Regions from separate parts of the Xenopus tropicalis genome. Here region 1 is linked to region 2. A link is a contact called in public Hi-C data. All regions are on one chromosome and are shown on one strand. Each heading gives the region's core, a stretch centred on a gene start, on an enhancer-like site or on the middle of the called end of the contact. The rest is flanking DNA. Distances are from core to core; before and after follow the strand shown. Region 1 holds the start of trmt1l (TRMT1-like protein). Region 2 holds the start of glrx2 (glutaredoxin 2).

Evidence for each region. Hi-C and Micro-C count contacts between places; a contact is called where the count stands out from the background.
Region 1: a Hi-C map of neurula embryo shows a contact between it and region 2, with 1.7 times the contacts expected there. The contact joins the promoter of trmt1l here to the promoter of glrx2 in region 2. A contact is called at or near these places in 4 of 5 Hi-C or Micro-C datasets (brain, gastrula embryo, neurula embryo and 1 more).

The regions. Positions count from the first base shown.
Region 1 is chr4:113,726,639-113,730,646 of UCB_Xtro_10.0, reverse strand. It overlaps trmt1l (TRMT1-like protein), which reads right to left and starts at 1,513. Exons shown (of 17, transcript XM_004913784.4): 1 at 1,200-1,513. LOC105946973 (a long non-coding RNA gene) reads left to right here and starts at 2,315. Exons shown (of 2, transcript XR_004222412.1): 1 at 2,315-2,511; 2 at 2,975-3,042.
Region 2 is chr4:113,596,294-113,600,342 of UCB_Xtro_10.0, reverse strand. It overlaps glrx2 (glutaredoxin 2), which reads left to right and starts at 2,323. Exons shown (of 5, transcript NM_001016637.2): 1 at 2,323-2,644.

The sequences.
Region 1 (4,008 bases), core at 264-2,763, 130 kb before region 2:
CTCAATCCTGCACATTCTGCTTGTCCAAGTCCATTTCTATCTCCTACCAAACTCAATAAAGTTGTTTGTGAACCAAGGTAGGTGCAATTTACCATTGTTCTGGCTTTACAGGGAAGAATACTCCCTATCATACACTTTTTCTTCTATATAGGTAGGCAGACTTGGCTAAACTAGATGATATGCATACTTTATAAGAATAAAAAGGGAAAGACAAAGTCTATTTCACATAAACACATGCCATCAGGATCACCCTTCAGGTTGGGTCAAGAATGTTTCCTAGTACCTTCAATTCAATCCTTGATGACATCTCCTAAACAATCTGATAATGAGGCAATACAGTCTGGGCTCCGCACCCTACATTGGGCTACTGACAATGCCCTACCAAAGAGTTACCCTGGGCAAAACGTAAAGCTGAACAGTATTCACCCTTAAAGAAATTACTAAACACTATTCCTTTTGTAGCTTTCTCTCCTCTAATCTATTCTAAATGCCACTGCATCTACTGATTAATCCGACTGCTCCAGTATAGCCATCTGCCAACTCTGCATTGTCTGTTCCAAATTTGATGAAAAGCAAAGCTAAATAAAAATGTAATGTGTAGATGATCAGAAGCTCAAGCCCCGTCAGCCTCACAAGGCGGCTCCAGTTACAGAGTTTGTTCGCCTTTTGCCAATATCACACAGAGACCCGATACATGACCCTCAATGCTCTCACCCTTAGTTCTTTTAACCACTTGGTCTTCTGCTAGAGATTCAATAATCAAATTCATTTCTACCCTTCTAAACACATTATCACAGTTTGTACTGTCTCTACATGAGCTTAGGGTAAATACTTCAGCAAGTGGGGGGGGGGGGGCAGTGACCTCTTTAGTGCAACAGGGAAGTGACAGGGTATAGGGATGGACTCTTCATGATTCATTCATAGGCGTATATAATTAAAACAACATAATTAAAGCAAGAATATAACAAAGCAGTCTTTAAAATACACATGCAGACTGAAGCTGCTGCATTTCTGCCCAACCAATCGGCAGCTCCACCGCCCGGGTATGTGCCCATCGCTAGTAACATGGCAGCCTAACACACTGCCAATTAAACGGCAATTAAAGTGACCTCAGGCTGCGATTCCAAACAGCTCATACATTATGCAGTTATGCATTTTTGAAAAAAGCCGATATCGCTACTAGCCCCTCAGAACCTTACCTGCGCGCCCCCGACTTCTCTCCCCCTCACAGGATATCCGGTTGTAACGCGGAAGTGCAGGAGGAATCGTTGCACCGGTTAAGTTCTCCCTCTCCTTCTTTGATTGTTTTATTTTTTTCCCCCTTTCTCAATGGCTGGGGGAGAGACACGCTGAGGTATGAGAAAGGGAGGGAGATTTGGGAGAGACACGCTGGGGGAAGGGCAAGAGCAAGAAACTGATAGAACAACAAGAATATGCTGCTTGAGAGAGACTGTAGGGTGGCTGTGTGGGGAAGGCTGGTTGAGAATAAAGGCTGTGATGGAGAACAGTGTGGGGAAGCCTGACTGAGGGGGGCATTGCAGGGGAAAGGCTGTGTGGGGGGAAGTTTGACTGAGAGGGGCATTGCAGGGGAAAAGCTGTGTGGGGAGGGGGGGAAGCCTGACTGAGGGGGCATTGCAGGGGAAAAGCTGTGTGGGGAGGGGGGGAAGCCTGACTGAGGGGGCATTGGAGGGGAAAGGCTGTGTGTGGGGGGGGGGGGGAAATGCTGTGTGGGGAGGGGGGGGGAAGCCTGACTGAGGGGGCATTGCAGGGGAAAAGCTGTGTGGGGAGGGGGGAAGCCTGACTGAGGGGGCATTGGAGGGGAAAGGCTGTGTGTGGGGGGGGGGGGAAATGCTGTGTGGGGAGGGGGGGGAAGCCTGACTGAGGGGGCATTGCAGGGGAAAGGCTGTGTGGGGGGGGGAAGCCTGACTGAGGGGGCATTGCAGGGGAAAGGCTGTGGGGGGGGGGGGGGGGGGGGGAGCCTGACTGAGGGGGCATTGGAGGGGAAAGGCTGTGTGGGGGGGGAAGCCTGACTGAGGGGGCATTGGAGGGGAAAGGCTGTGTGGGGGGGGGGGAAGCCTGACTGAGGGGGCATTGGAGGGGAAAGGCTGTGTGGGGGGGGGGGGAGCCTGACTGAAGGGGCATTGCAGGGGAAAGGCTGTGTGGGGGGGGGGGCCTGACTGAGGGGAGAATTGCAGGGGAAAGGCTGTGTGGGGAGGGAGCCTGACTGAGGGGGGAATTGCAGGGGAAAGGCTGTGGTGGGGGTAAGCCTGACTGAGGGGGGCATTGCAGGGGAAAGGCTGTGTGAAGGTGAAAAAGTGTGTGTGTGTGGGAAAGGCTGTGTAATATAAAAACTCTAAATCATTATTTGGTATATATACTGTCAGTAAGTGAGTATTGTGCAATGTTTATGTTATTCATATCTTTATATACTCCATTTTTTTTTTAGATTATGGCACCAAAGAAGCTAATTATGTTGAGTGAAAATCACCCGGAATCACAAAGACAAACATGGTCAGTATACTTATACAGTATACTTATCTAAATCTATATATATGCTGATAGTGAAAAATTATTTTCAGCACTGATTCAGGCCACTAGTTCTAACTTGTTCTACAGAAAGCTTCACATATAGTAATGCTCACTATTACCGACACTAGTTTTGCATTCATTCTGGCATTCCTACCTAATATACAGTTCATAAAGTAGATATATTGAACCATTATTATTACACTAGACTACATACACTACACCATATAGTGCTGTTGTATGCAACAGCTCTTTACAGATATTATACTTCATTCCCACCAGTATCTTCTCCAGCACAGTTAGCACATTCACACACCTTGTCAAAACCCACCTTGTGTGCACTTGGTAGTTTAGTGAATAGCAGATCATTTGAAACAGATTCCTCCTTTTTTCACATCTGTATTGGTTCAGGCTAACCTGTGTTTAATTTTTTTTCTACATGGTGTAGATGCAGGAATTGCATGCCAATGAAGACAGAAGAGGAATCCTACTGTTGCATGGAGCTATCAAATGTCATAAAGAAATATCTTCAAGATTGCTGCATGTGCCATAGCAGAAAATGTATGTGAAAATGTCAAACAAAAATGCATCTTGAATATTTACTGGCCTTTTGGAACATGCAAGGCCCCACAGATGAAATTAGCAGCAACAACAGGTAAGCTCAGATAGCTAATATTTAAAAATGGACTGTCGATGGTAATTAGACGAAGGTTACATTTTGGTATAATTTGAGGATTATCACATGGGAAGTCTAAATTCTGGTGTGGTTTCCTTTTGTAAATAAAAGCATTTGGGAAGGGTGTATGTACAAATAATGCCACAGTCATGTTTTTTTCTCACTTTGGGTCTGACAATGCCCATAATTGTTCTAATCAGAACCAAACAAAAAAAAAACACAAAAACCCTCTTTCTGCCTTATAAATACAGTCCTGACTATGTTCCATAGCTCTGTATAAAAAAAATGGCACATGCCACTGTATTTTGTTTTTACTAACGATGATTAGTGCAAAACAAAATCATTTTTAATGCTAATATTTTTCTTTCTTCCACTGAAAACAAAGACAGGCTGCATATCATATCATTATGGCTACTTAAGCTGCCACAATAGGAATCCTAGTCCGACCTGTGTAGACCAAAAAGTTTGCAGCACTTTCCCAGACCCTTAAGGACGTTACAGGGGATTTCTGTGGCCATTTGATTTTAATGCTTTTGATATGGCTTTGGTTTGATCATTGTTTTGTTGGTTTATTTTTTATTGCTGATTGTGTTTGTAAATCTTTTAAAATATTTACTTTTTTTTAAATAAACAAAAAACCACACAAACATCACTTGTCTTTGTTTTTCTTTTATAATGCTGTCACACCACAACAACGGTCTCCTAAGCATAGGTGAACATATTTACATTGAAATATTATTACAGTATCTGTCAAGTATCAATTACACCACCAATTAGGAGCTAACCACAGGTCACGGGTCTACTAT
Region 2 (4,049 bases), core at 1,074-3,573:
TAAAACACACTGCTATTTTATTTTTTAGAGTTTTTGAACCATAATGAATGTAATTGCCATGTATTAGTTTTCTAGCAGTTGAACCCCACCTAGATGCTGTAGTAGTCATCAGAGCTTCATACCGTCCTTGCCTTCATACCTCACCATGACAAAGCACATTCTAATTTGGCCATACGTGCTCTCATGTTGTTTGCCTTAGTATTCTACATATGCATTTGTACTGAGTTAGTATTTGGATCTATAAAGAGCCACACCCTGAAATGTACTTAATATAATTGCTGATATTATATAAAAGAACAAGCACTGCCCTTACATTATAGTAGCACAGGAGGATACAAACTAATGCCAAATCTCTAGAGTCAGATGGCACACTCCAGGGATGCCCAAACAGGGCCTTTCTTTGCTTATCTGCAGCTCCCATGGTAGGAGAATTCATCAATAACTGTTTATTTGCTGTTTTCACATTGGACAGTCCAGATCCCAGCCTGATCCTAGGGTGACAAGTATTTAGGGAGGCAGGCTGTATCAGTGATAACATTTTACATATCACTAGTAATAAAAAGATCGGAGCTGAACTGTGATTGGCTGCTTAGTATCGTTATTCTAAAGCCAGCCATACATGCACTGATAATATAGTATGAAACCTCGTTTTGTACGATATTCGTGTGTGTGTATGGCTGCTCGAAGAGGCAACCAATATTGCAGAAGGCTGTGGATATCGGTCGATCGTCCAGGTTAAAGATTTTGATCAGGCACCCGATTAAAATCTACATTCAGGGCTGCACAAAGGTATATACAATACCCAAATCCTCAGCGCTCAAAATAAAGTTCCAGTGAAGTGCTGTAATGGCTGTGATGCTGCTGCTCCTCTTACGAAAATAACCCCTTTGACCGGGTCTCAAACGTGTCCAGAAAAGTGTGAAGGGAGCGCATATATAAAATGAAACAAAACAACTAATAGTGTAATAATGTTTTAAACCTTTGTTCAACTAACAAAGCCAATCACCGTATTGTGAATGATAAATATTAATATATCCACCACTGTGTGCAGTAACTCTAAAGGCTCACCGGAAGGCGATGAAATCAAGCTCTACAGCGGGAGAAAAAGGTTAGATGTAGGCGAATCCACAGTTCAAACAGAAAGAGGAAAAAACGCCAAATAGTATAACATCGTTTAATATAAAATTTCTGCTAAAAATAAAACTACTTACAAAATGTAGAAGTAAGCAGGCTGACATTCAGGGCTGAATCGGCAGGTGGAAGTAGAATTTATTTTGTTTCTACCAAACATATCTGACAATTCAGCCCTGAATGTCAGTGGAGGGTTGGAACGATGGTCGCATGAAAGATTGGAATTGCTACGTGTATGGCCACTTTAAGACTCTTTGTTTGAGGGAAAGGGGTGGGGATAACTACATTGAAGGTGAAGACACACAGCTACTAGTAGCAGCTACTTTTTCCTGGCAACTAAATGCCAAAAAATACCTTGCCATATACAATACTGAGAATTTCCTCTGCTAAAACACATGAAGAGACTGTTATCAGTAATTGTCTATTCTAGCAGCTCTGTGTGTTTTCACCCTGAAAGCTGTCCCTGGACTTAATGTTAAATAAATAAAACAACTGTGATCCAGAGAGAACCGCCCATACAGCACACCTTTTTTGCAATCTCTCTAAGGGCAGTGACACATGGGGAGATTAATCGCTGCGCGACAATTCTTTGTTGCAGGCGACTAATCTCCCCACAATGCCATCCCATTTGGCTAGAATGTAAATCGCTGGTGGGATGGCATTTGCGGCGCCGCGATTTGCCAAAGTTGCCTTGAGAGGAAACTTTGGTGACTTCAGCAAATTACGGCGCTGCGTATGCCATTGGGATGGCATTGCGGGGAGATTAGTCGCCCGCGACAACGGAGATTTGTCGTGGCCCTAAAACACTTCCCTGATGGCACTACTATATTTAAAGTAGGAAAGGGGCTGGGGTGGGTGGATTAAGGTGCAGCAGACCCCACGGTCCAGGTCCCTCTTGCGACTTCGGGATCTGCTGTATATATAGTTATGCCATCAAGCCCACACTGTTTCCTGCCAACCCATTATTTTCTGACCGACTCGCTAAAGGAAAGCTGTAAGTAAATTTATTGGGTTTTGAATGTAATTGTTGCATTCAGACAGCATATATAGCCTCATATATGCCCATAAAAGTGGGCATTTGTAATGCAAATGCAGCTTATCCTTCTAGGCTGATATTTGTTCAGAGATCGGTACTGTCTCTTTAACTAGTAGAAGGCCTGCCCTCCTAAAGCATGCTGGGATATGACACTGCGGAAGGACAGTTGGGTGTGTGAGAGATGTGGCATGTGCTGAGCCGGTCGGTGCCACTACTGCAGGCAGCCAAGGGTAGGTGAGTGGCACATTGCGCTGCCGCTAAGTTACGCACAGCCGCGTATCACAATACAGCGCAGCCTGGGAGCGCTCACTGCCGCATTTTTCTGTATAGGAGATGTGGGATCTGTCTGGGGGATTGATTGCTAATGCCTGAACAAATGCTTTGTCTTCCTTCTGGGAAATCCTTCTCTGTCCGTTATCCTGGGACTTATTAACTCTTCACAGGGGGAAGGAGTTCTCTGGTGTTGCTGGATCAGAGGTACATGTAACTAGAAGTCCGTGCGGGTGGAAGGGAGGGAGAGACGGGGGAGTTAAGGCTACTTCTTTTTCAATGGAGTGCGGGGGTATTTGTAGCTAGAAGTCTGGGGACATGCTTTTTGGGGATAAATGAGCCCGGAGCAGCTGCAGGTAATGATTCAAGCTGTTGCTAAGATAATTTTGTATATAAACCAGCAGTCACGCTGCTTGTAATGTATGAAGTCCAAATGACTGACATTTTTGCCTGAGAGCATCTGCTATATGTAGGCTGCTCGCCTTTACCATTTAATTATGTTCCCCAGCAGCATATTCGTTATATAACTGCAATAAACTGGGAGACACAATGGGACCCGGACACTTTATGGCCACAACAAATATTGTATGTGAAAACTATGGCAGCATTAAGATTCCCCTGTACTAAGCACAGTTCAGCAGGAACAGCCCCCTAAGTTTGCTCGTAGCCTGTACAGAGCGATACCATAAAACTATGGTAGCATAGGGATTCCCTTGTACTAAGCACAATTCAGCAGGAACAGCCCCCTAAGTTTGCTCATAGCCTGTACAAAGAGATACCATAAAACTATGGCAGCATAGGGATTCCCCTGTACTAAGCACAGTTCAGCAGGAACAGCCCCCTAAGTTTGCTCATAGCCTGTACAAAGAGATACCATAAAACTATGGCAGCATAGGGATTCCCCTGTACTAAGCACAGTTCAGCAGGAACAGCCCCCTAAGTTTGCTCATAGCCTGTACAGAGAGATACCATAAAACTATGGCACATAGGGATTCCCCTGTACTAAGCACAATTCAGCAGGAACAGCCGCCTAAGTTTGCTCATAGCTTGTACAGAGCGATACCATAAAACTATGGCAGCATAGGGATTCCCCTGTACTAAGCAAAGTTCAGCAGGAACAGCCCCCTAAGTTTGCTCATAGCCTGTACAGAGAGATACCATAAAACTATGGCAGCATAGGGATTCCCTTGTACTAAGCACAATTCAGCAGGAACAGCCCCCTAAATTTGCTCCATATGATAGCCACATGAACACTGCTCAGTGCTGCTCTGTTCTGCTAGTGTTGGGTGAGTCTGGGAATGGGAGTACACTGAAGGGCAAATTGCATTCTTTCCATGGGCATGGCAAATGTCCCTATTTACATTTTTAAAATATTGGGAGTTGTGCCTGTATTAAGCACAATTCAGCAGGTACAGCCTAAAAAACCATAAACTATGGCAACATAGGGAATCCTCTGCACTAAGCATAATTCACAATCTACTAAGGGGGCCCCGCAAAAATTGTTCCAATTGGGCCCGCAGTTGGTAAGACCGGCCCTGCCCAGTACCGCCGCTATGTATATGCAGAGTGTGCAGTCTGCGCACCAACAGACCAAGTCATCGTCGGCAGCTCC